2 separate regions of the Gossypium arboreum genome follow, and region 2 is linked to region 1. A link is a contact called in public Hi-C data. All regions are on one chromosome and are shown on one strand. Each heading gives the region's core, a stretch centred on a gene start, on an enhancer-like site or on the middle of the called end of the contact. The rest is flanking DNA. Distances are from core to core; before and after follow the strand shown.

Region 1 (3,965 bases), core at 807-3,306:
AACTTGCAGACCAAAACCTAAATTAACCAACAACCAAAGGAAAAAAAAAACACCTAAGAAGCTCCTTGTTTTGGAAGCCCCAAATCATAAACTGAAAACCCCAAAAAGGTCAGAAACGAAATAAACAAGCAAAAACAAATGAAGCATCTTAAGTTCGAATAGCAAGATCTAGGAGGTGGTTTGACGATCTGAACAGTGAAAGAGTAGCTCCAACCAAAAGGAGCAACACACTTCGGAACCAAGCCAACCAGACAGCTGCCAGCGGCCGACTTGCATTTTTGGCTTCGAACATTTCTTGGGTTTTCGAAGGATTCGGGCATCTTTCAAGGAAATCTAAACCATAGGGACAGAAGTCTATAGATCGGCGATCTCCGATTGACACTCCGACGGTGGCGGTAGATCTAACGGCGACTAGGGTTTAGAGTGATTTATAGTAAAATGTTAGTGACTAAAATTAGCAAAAAGAAAAAAGAAAAAGAGATGTATATTATACAAATCCAAAATAGAAAATAAAAAATATGATCTGGCCAACCACGTTGGAATTCAATCGGCTAATATACCCATAGTGGGTAATTTTTTTATTAAAATGAAAATTTATGATAATTGAGTGATTAGGTATAACTTATCTAAAAATTATGAATTTATTATAAATTAATAAATTGAACTAAAACCATTTTAATTTAGAAAAATCATAGTAAAATCCAACAAAATACTATAGTTGATATCCATTTTCTTTTCTTTCTCAATCACGGATGACATATGTTTATACATTCATTCAATCTAAATATAAAAAATAGAGATTTAGAACATATTAATCCGAAAATAATTAACCACCGTAAATCGCAGAATATGTACTAATATACTAAGTATCAGAATATTCAAACAATCACCCAAGTCGAATTATTATTAAAAAAAAAAAATCATGAAACAAGTACCTAGAGTTAACATCTCCCCTAAATATGATGATTGAAGTTAAGAAAGTAAGTACAAGAATGGTAAAATCATGTTGCAGGTGCAGCTGAAACAAAACACGAAAACAAAAGGAATTTCAAGCATTTTTAGTTCACTCCCATCCCATGCATGCACACCGCCTAAAACAGGGAAGCCAATCCCGGTGGGAGTGCATACAAAAATGATGCCGATGCAACCAGTAACGTGAAACCAACCAAGTGAGCAGTTTCTAACTTTGTTCCACCGGAGTTATTATCAGCATTCTCTGAAGCACTTGACGGTGTCCCGGTGGATGGCGTCGTCGGTGTTGAGGAAGAATTTGTAAATATAGCCGCGTCTGGTGAGTTTGGTGCTAATCCAAGAAGCTCTATTCATTCATTCCAAACACAACATGCACTAATTTTATTACATATCAAAGCAAAAGGAGAGAAAAGAGAGGTTACTACTTACTTGGGCAGTCAGTGACGCTAGCGTTCTTCAACTGGCAAGCAGAAGGAAGTTGAAGAAGCTTATCTTGCTGAACGCCTAAGCTCTTAAGATTCTGAGCCCCGGATGCCTGGGTCTGCTGAAGAATATAACACAAACACTTTGGTTCTTCTTCTTTTATACTCGAAACCGAACTGCAACACTCCTTTGAAGGTTTCTCCATCTTCCCTTGCGCAAAGCTCAAACAAGTCATCACGCTCTGTAAATCTTTGCTGCACTCTTTGGCTAACCCACTCTCATCACCCGCACCAACCACCACCACCAAACTCATCATCATCACCTTCACTGCCCAACCCTTTCCCATTGTTTGAGTTCAGAGTCTTCTTCACACAAAAATATCTTGGAACTACCTATGAATGCGTATATTTATGGAAGACTGAAATTTTAGGGTTTAGTATTAATGATGTGCATTTGAATGGAAAGAGAGGATTGTTTGTGGAGCGTTGATATGTCACACCTGATGTGGAATCAGCTGTGGTGATGTTAAGATATAAATGGAGGCCCCCTCTCATTAGTTGGGCGGCAAGCAGAGTAAGGTAGGGAGTGACAAGTTGTTGGTTTTACAAAGAGGAGTTTAAATGAGGTTGCGCTGGGCAGCCAACCGTGGTGACAATTGGTTGGTAAATTAATTAGAAATTTTATTTTAACATAGGAAAGTTTTAAACGTTTGCGGTTTGGAAATTGGAACTTCATTAATTATATAGGTTAGTGTGCTTAAAATTGGGAGCTGGATACTTAATTTAAATTGAGTCAAATATTTATTGCCACCTTAAAATATATAAATAAGATTAAGAATTAAGATTAAACAAGAAATGAATTATAGGTTTTATGGTTAAAGTGCTAGAATACTTTTCTAGACCCAAATTTAAGTGCCTATCTTTTCAATTTTTTTTTTTTTTTTTATTTTCGGCAATTTTGAGTAAACTACTTGTGTCGCACCTATGGTTTACTAACCCTAGATATGTAATCAATTCTTTCTCCTATTTTGGTTTTCACTTTGCCCATTTTTCAAATTCTTTTTTTTTTCTTTCATTCTTGCACCATATTTTCAATCTTTGGACTGTTGATTCTTTTTCTTTCATTATTGAATTGTTCCCCAGTCCTTTAATTTCTATTGGTATTCAGAATTGTCGTTAATAACATTTGATATTTTTGCCAAAAATGGTAAGTACACTTCATTTCAATGATTAAAATTGTAATTTTTTGATTTAAATGATTAAATTTCATAATTTTTTGATTTAATTAATTGATTTTTCGAATCTTGCCAAATCTTTGATAATATTGTTAAAATCTTGATATCAACCGTTAATTCATGTGTATTTATTGTTGAAGGATCGAACTAGGTAAAAATAATCTGAATTAATATGTACAAATATAAATATAATAAAATTATATAATAATATAATAAGATTTTTATAGATATATAATATTTTAAATATGATAGATATAATCAAACATCCTGTTCCAATAATAAATGGAAACAATTATGTTTGGTTTTTTATCTGTGTAAATTTTTATTTGTAATGGTTATACTGATTCATATATGTTAGTATAAAATTTTAATATTTTAAATTAAAATTTAATTTTGTATCTTAATTATTTTACTTTTTATATAACATTAAAATTAAAATATAATCACTTAATTAATTATTAAACATAATTAATATTTTTATACAAATAATTGTATATATATGTATATATATGCAATTGAGCTATATTTATATATAAAAGAATTTTTTAAAATACAAATAAATTCAAAATGATAATATTAAAACACACTGATTCTGATGTCTACGGGGATAAAACAAAAATGACACATTTATGTATAGGGTGGAAAGTAAAGGGTAATTACCCTAGGATCAAAATGTAGGTCAGTCTCATTTATAAGCTCCCATTATTGAAAATGGATGAGGTGAGTGTCCTTTCTGTTTTATAAGTTCAATGGCCTTAACGAAAGAGATAAATCTTATCTTAACATGATAGATGAGTTAATAGGATTAAGTATAAGCATTATATTGAATCGAGTGAAAATTTTTAAATTAATTGAGTTGATAAGTCTTATTTTATTATTTTAATTTGATTTGAATTTTTCAATTAAGTCGAGTAAAATGAAATTCAAGTCAAGTCAAACTGAATCGAGTAAAATTATTTTAGTTAAATTAAAAATTAAAAATTAAAATCTTATTCTAGTATAATTAATTTCATGTTAGACTATATAAATTTGAAACCATGTATATTTCAGAACTTTTCAAAGCAAAATAAGAAAAAATACTTTAGTATAACTTGAATCATTAATTAATTAATTTAGGTTCCAAAATTATTATTTTAGAAAATTTTAAAAATTTAACTTTTTTATATACTCTTTAGAATTTTTTAAAATTTTTATAATTTTTTAAAATATAAATTTTGGAACTTTTATAAAATTTTGAATTTTTGAAAAATATGTTGAATTTTTTAAAATTTTTGTTGAGAGAGACCAATTTTTAAAAATTCCTTTGTACATATCGTCCCACCCTATGCAATGTAAT
Region 2 (4,040 bases), core at 76-2,575, 910 kb before region 1:
CCTTTGTTATCCAAAAAAAGAAGGATCATAATTCCTAACTACAAACACTCAGACCTGGTTTGGCTATCAAGTTGACAAGATCATTACTTGATAAACCGATCCTGATCAATAAAGCAAAGGAAATGCATAATCATCTATCTTAACTAAAAGTTACAAGATGAGGATATTAACTTACCTGATCAATAGCCGAGGGGGTTTTGCCATGGTGGAAAGTTGAGATAAAAATGGAGATGGCCTGGATATGGTTCATGCTTACATTAAACTGATCCTGCAGCATCCTAGCTCTCTCATCACACATGCTAGCCAATGTCTCCTTCCTCTTTTCGGTAGCTTGAAAGCTCATATAATAGAGTATAGAAATAGAAGCCAAAATCCAACCAATTATCCATGAAAACAAGAGCTTTCTCCACCAAGTCTTGCTAATTCTCTTGGAACCCACATACTGGTAATATTGATGGTGGATGTTGAAGCTATAGTTTGAGAACTTGTCCCAGAATTTCAACCACATCTTACTACCACTATGACCAAGGAGAACTGTCTCAGCGTCCTTAAATTCACCATTAATGAACCAGTTCATGGAAATCATAGATGCTACCCAGCAACATAACATCCAAAGCAGATGCCCCACCTTTAAACCAAACCCAAATACATGGAGCAAACTCATCCAAGAAACAGTGACCAATTGTGGGTCTTACTTCCTTCTTAATTCCAGCTAAAGACAGAGACCCACTGTCAAATCTATAGAAACTGTGTAGTAAAATTCTGCATCAACAGAAAAGAACCTTGGGATAAGATGAACCCTCTCCCAGCAAACTCCAAATTTACCATGTGACAGACTGTAAGGCCTTGGACCGTGAGGGAAAGAAAAAAAGATGCTATCTTATCCAGCAATATAGCTTTCTAACTGAGGATGGCAAAATAGAAAACCCAGAATTGAGAAAGATAAAAGGAAATTTTTTCACAATAACCACAAAAAAGAATCAAAACCCCCCACAAGATTCTGAGTTTCTAATTACAAACACGAATTATATATTATACTACTGCAACACTGTAGTGCCGGTACTACCAGTATATTTTATTAATTTTTGTCTTTAAATATAAAATAATATAACAAATGAGAAATTTTCTTTTTGCTTTTTTTGTCTAAGTGTACAACTTCTACACGCTTTTAACTCTCTATTCTCGGGTTGGCTGTACTTTATGATAACAAAAGTACCCTTTGCTGCTCTGCATGAAAACAAATTTCTATACCAATTAACATAATTTCTTTTTCTTTTTTATTCGACTTTTGTACCCATTTTTGAGATTAGGAGCCCTCTAATTTTTCGAAGTTGTCAAAAACATTAGATCAAGAAGACGATAGAGTTTTTAAGAACTTGCTTCATTGAATTAAAGGTAGCAATAATTCCTATTTTGGATTATTGAATTTAGGGTATACTAAACATACAACTCGGATTCTTTCATACGGTAAATATTATTTTTCTATTAAAATTATCTGATTAAAAATATCAAAAAATTGTTCTATAATAACAAAATTTAGTCATTAATTTTTATACCCTATTTTTAATTTAGCATATACTTTTTATTTGAAGCAAAATAACCCTTAATTTTTAGTACTATTTTATCTTATTATCACATCTATGTTTTATTTTTAAATTTAGAACTTCTTTTATAATCTTTTGACACTTTTTTTTATAATTTTTGGAATCATAATTTTTAGCTTAAAATATGCCATAATTATCTCTAATATTTATAAATTTAGAATTTAATCCCTATACTTTTAAATTTTAAAATTTAAGTCTAATTATTGAAATTATTAAAATTATTGTGTTAAATTTAGATTCATTAGAATGTTATTTTTAGTTACATTGCAATCAAGTGAATATTTTATTTCAAAATGTCACATTAATAAATTTAACAAAACAATTAATATAATTAACAATTGAATCTAAATTTTAAAATCTAAAAATAAAAGATCAAACTCTTAAGAATAAAATACAAAACTAAATTTCAATTTTATGAACAACACAAGTCTTTAACCTAATTTTTACTAATGCTCTACGATATTTTAGAATTTTTGTTGTAATAAAATATAGATAAAGTAGTGTCATGTAAATGATAAAAGTTGATAGTAAATTGCTAGATGGTTAATTTAGTTCAAACAAAAGAGTAGGGAAAAATCAATGAATGTGTAAAAATTAATGGCTAAATTTATTGTTATGTTTTATATATAAAATGCCAAAATAAACATTTAATAGCATAAATTTAAATTTAATGAAAGAATGAAATATATAAAGACTAATTTACCCATTGTTATCTTGAATTAAGTATTAATTTTATATGTATATCATAAACTTTTAATTTATCTAATTATATTTTTTTTGGTTAAAATGTGCCAATAGTCCTTGTACCTTTCAAAATTAGGAATTTTGTCATTATACTTGTATTTATAGAAATTTAGTCTTTTACTTTTCGATTTCAAATTTTAGATCCAAATATTAATACTGTTAATTTTTTTAGGTTAAATTTATTATTGTGACATTTTAAAATAAAAAAGTACTCACTTAGTAGCCATGTTATTAAAAAAGAATGTAATTAACTTGAATTCAACTAAAAAATTAATCAGATTATCAGTTGGACTTGAATTTTAAAATTTAAAAATAGATAGAATAAATTTCTGAAAATACAAGTACAAAAACTAAATTTCAAATTCAATTACAATTACATGTTTAAAGAATCACAAGTATTAAATTATTACAACATAAATTGTATAAAGAATTAAAAGTAGAATCAAACTATTACAATACGATCGGACTAAGAATTAATACAATAGAAACTAAAATTAATTCTTATTTAATTATATAATTGTGAATGATAGATGTTAAACTTAAATATTTAATACACTAACCCTTCGCTTTTGTGAATAGAAATACATGCATATTTGACTTTTTAAAATATAAACTAATTTTGGTGGATTGGATTGGAAATGAAAGACATAATAGTTGTTGTGGCTAAAGGAGAAAGAGAATGTAGGGAGACCACAGGGCTGTGTTAAGTTTCCAGCTTCGGAAACATGCTCAATCATCATTCTTCAAATTTTTCTCTCCTCTCAAATGAAGATGGATTAATAAATAACAAATTCTAATGATTGTTGGCAAAACAGTAATTAAGTGTAGAAAGCAGTGGCGAAGAGAAGGGCGGCAATGTCAGGAAAGTTGATTAGACCATCACTAATTCACTACTCCATTTTCCGAAAGCGATGTCCCACGTCAACGCACCGCTTCTCTATTCTACTTTTCCTTTATCCAATCATCCTCCACTGCGTGTCGTTTCTGTAAGGGGTCTTCGTCTTATTACGTGGCACCCGTGGGGTTTCATTTATTACACCCGTCTATCTGCCTGCCACGTTCTACGTTAAAAGTTGGAGTAAAAAGCTCGCTTCATATAAGAACAAAAATATCAAAATATAGTTCTTAAAAAAAAAAAAACTTAATTCTATCATTTCACTTCATTTTTCAGTTTTGTAATTTCTTCTTCTTCTTCTTCTTTTATCTCAATTTGATTATAGTTTTAGTTTAAATAATTAACTGACATTAAAAAATTGAAGAGGGCCGCATAGTAACTTTTTTATTTTTATAAAATATATTACTTAAATCATTTTTATTTAAAATATATTTATTAAAATTAAATTTAATTAATAAAATTTTTATTCTTTTAATTCATTTGCTTCTCACGCTCTCTTTTTCTCTCCCCAACTTTTTCATTTTCTTTACCACCCCATTTTTTATCAACTTCGTCTTTTTTTTACAACACAATCAATCATGGCTAAAATTTTCTTGTCCATTTCCAGAGCCTTATTCATATCATAGCTATCATCTTTATACACACACAAAAAAAGAAAGGCATCAAAAAGGGATAAATTAGCCAGCAAAGTAGGTCGGTTTCTCCCAAATTTAGAGAAATAAACTGATTTTAGAGAGAAATTAAAAATATGTCTAGCAGGAATTTTTTTTGTGTTAGGTGTTAGAAATTTCGGGAGA

What was found. A called contact is a pair of places that touch in the nucleus more often than the background predicts.
Region 2: a Hi-C map of leaf shows a contact between it and region 1, with 3 times the contacts expected there. The contact joins the promoter of LOC108467168 here to the promoter of LOC108459346 in region 1. A contact is called at or near these places in 2 of 5 Hi-C or Micro-C datasets (both in leaf).

Annotation. Positions count from the first base shown.
Region 1 is chr2:66,544,047-66,548,011 of ASM2569848v2, reverse strand. It overlaps LOC108459346 (non-specific lipid transfer protein GPI-anchored 1), which reads right to left and starts at 2,056. Exons shown (of 2, transcript XM_017758705.2): 1 at 1,402-2,056; 2 at 878-1,318. The coding sequence starts at 1,741. The coding sequence ends at 1,092. LOC108458181 (YTH domain-containing protein ECT2-like) reads left to right here. Exons shown (of 8, transcript XM_053024888.1): 8 at 1-547.
Region 2 is chr2:67,448,248-67,452,287 of ASM2569848v2, reverse strand. LOC108467168 (histidine kinase 3-like) reads right to left here and starts at 1,325. Exons shown (of 11, transcript XM_017767718.2): 1 at 176-1,325. The coding sequence starts at 664.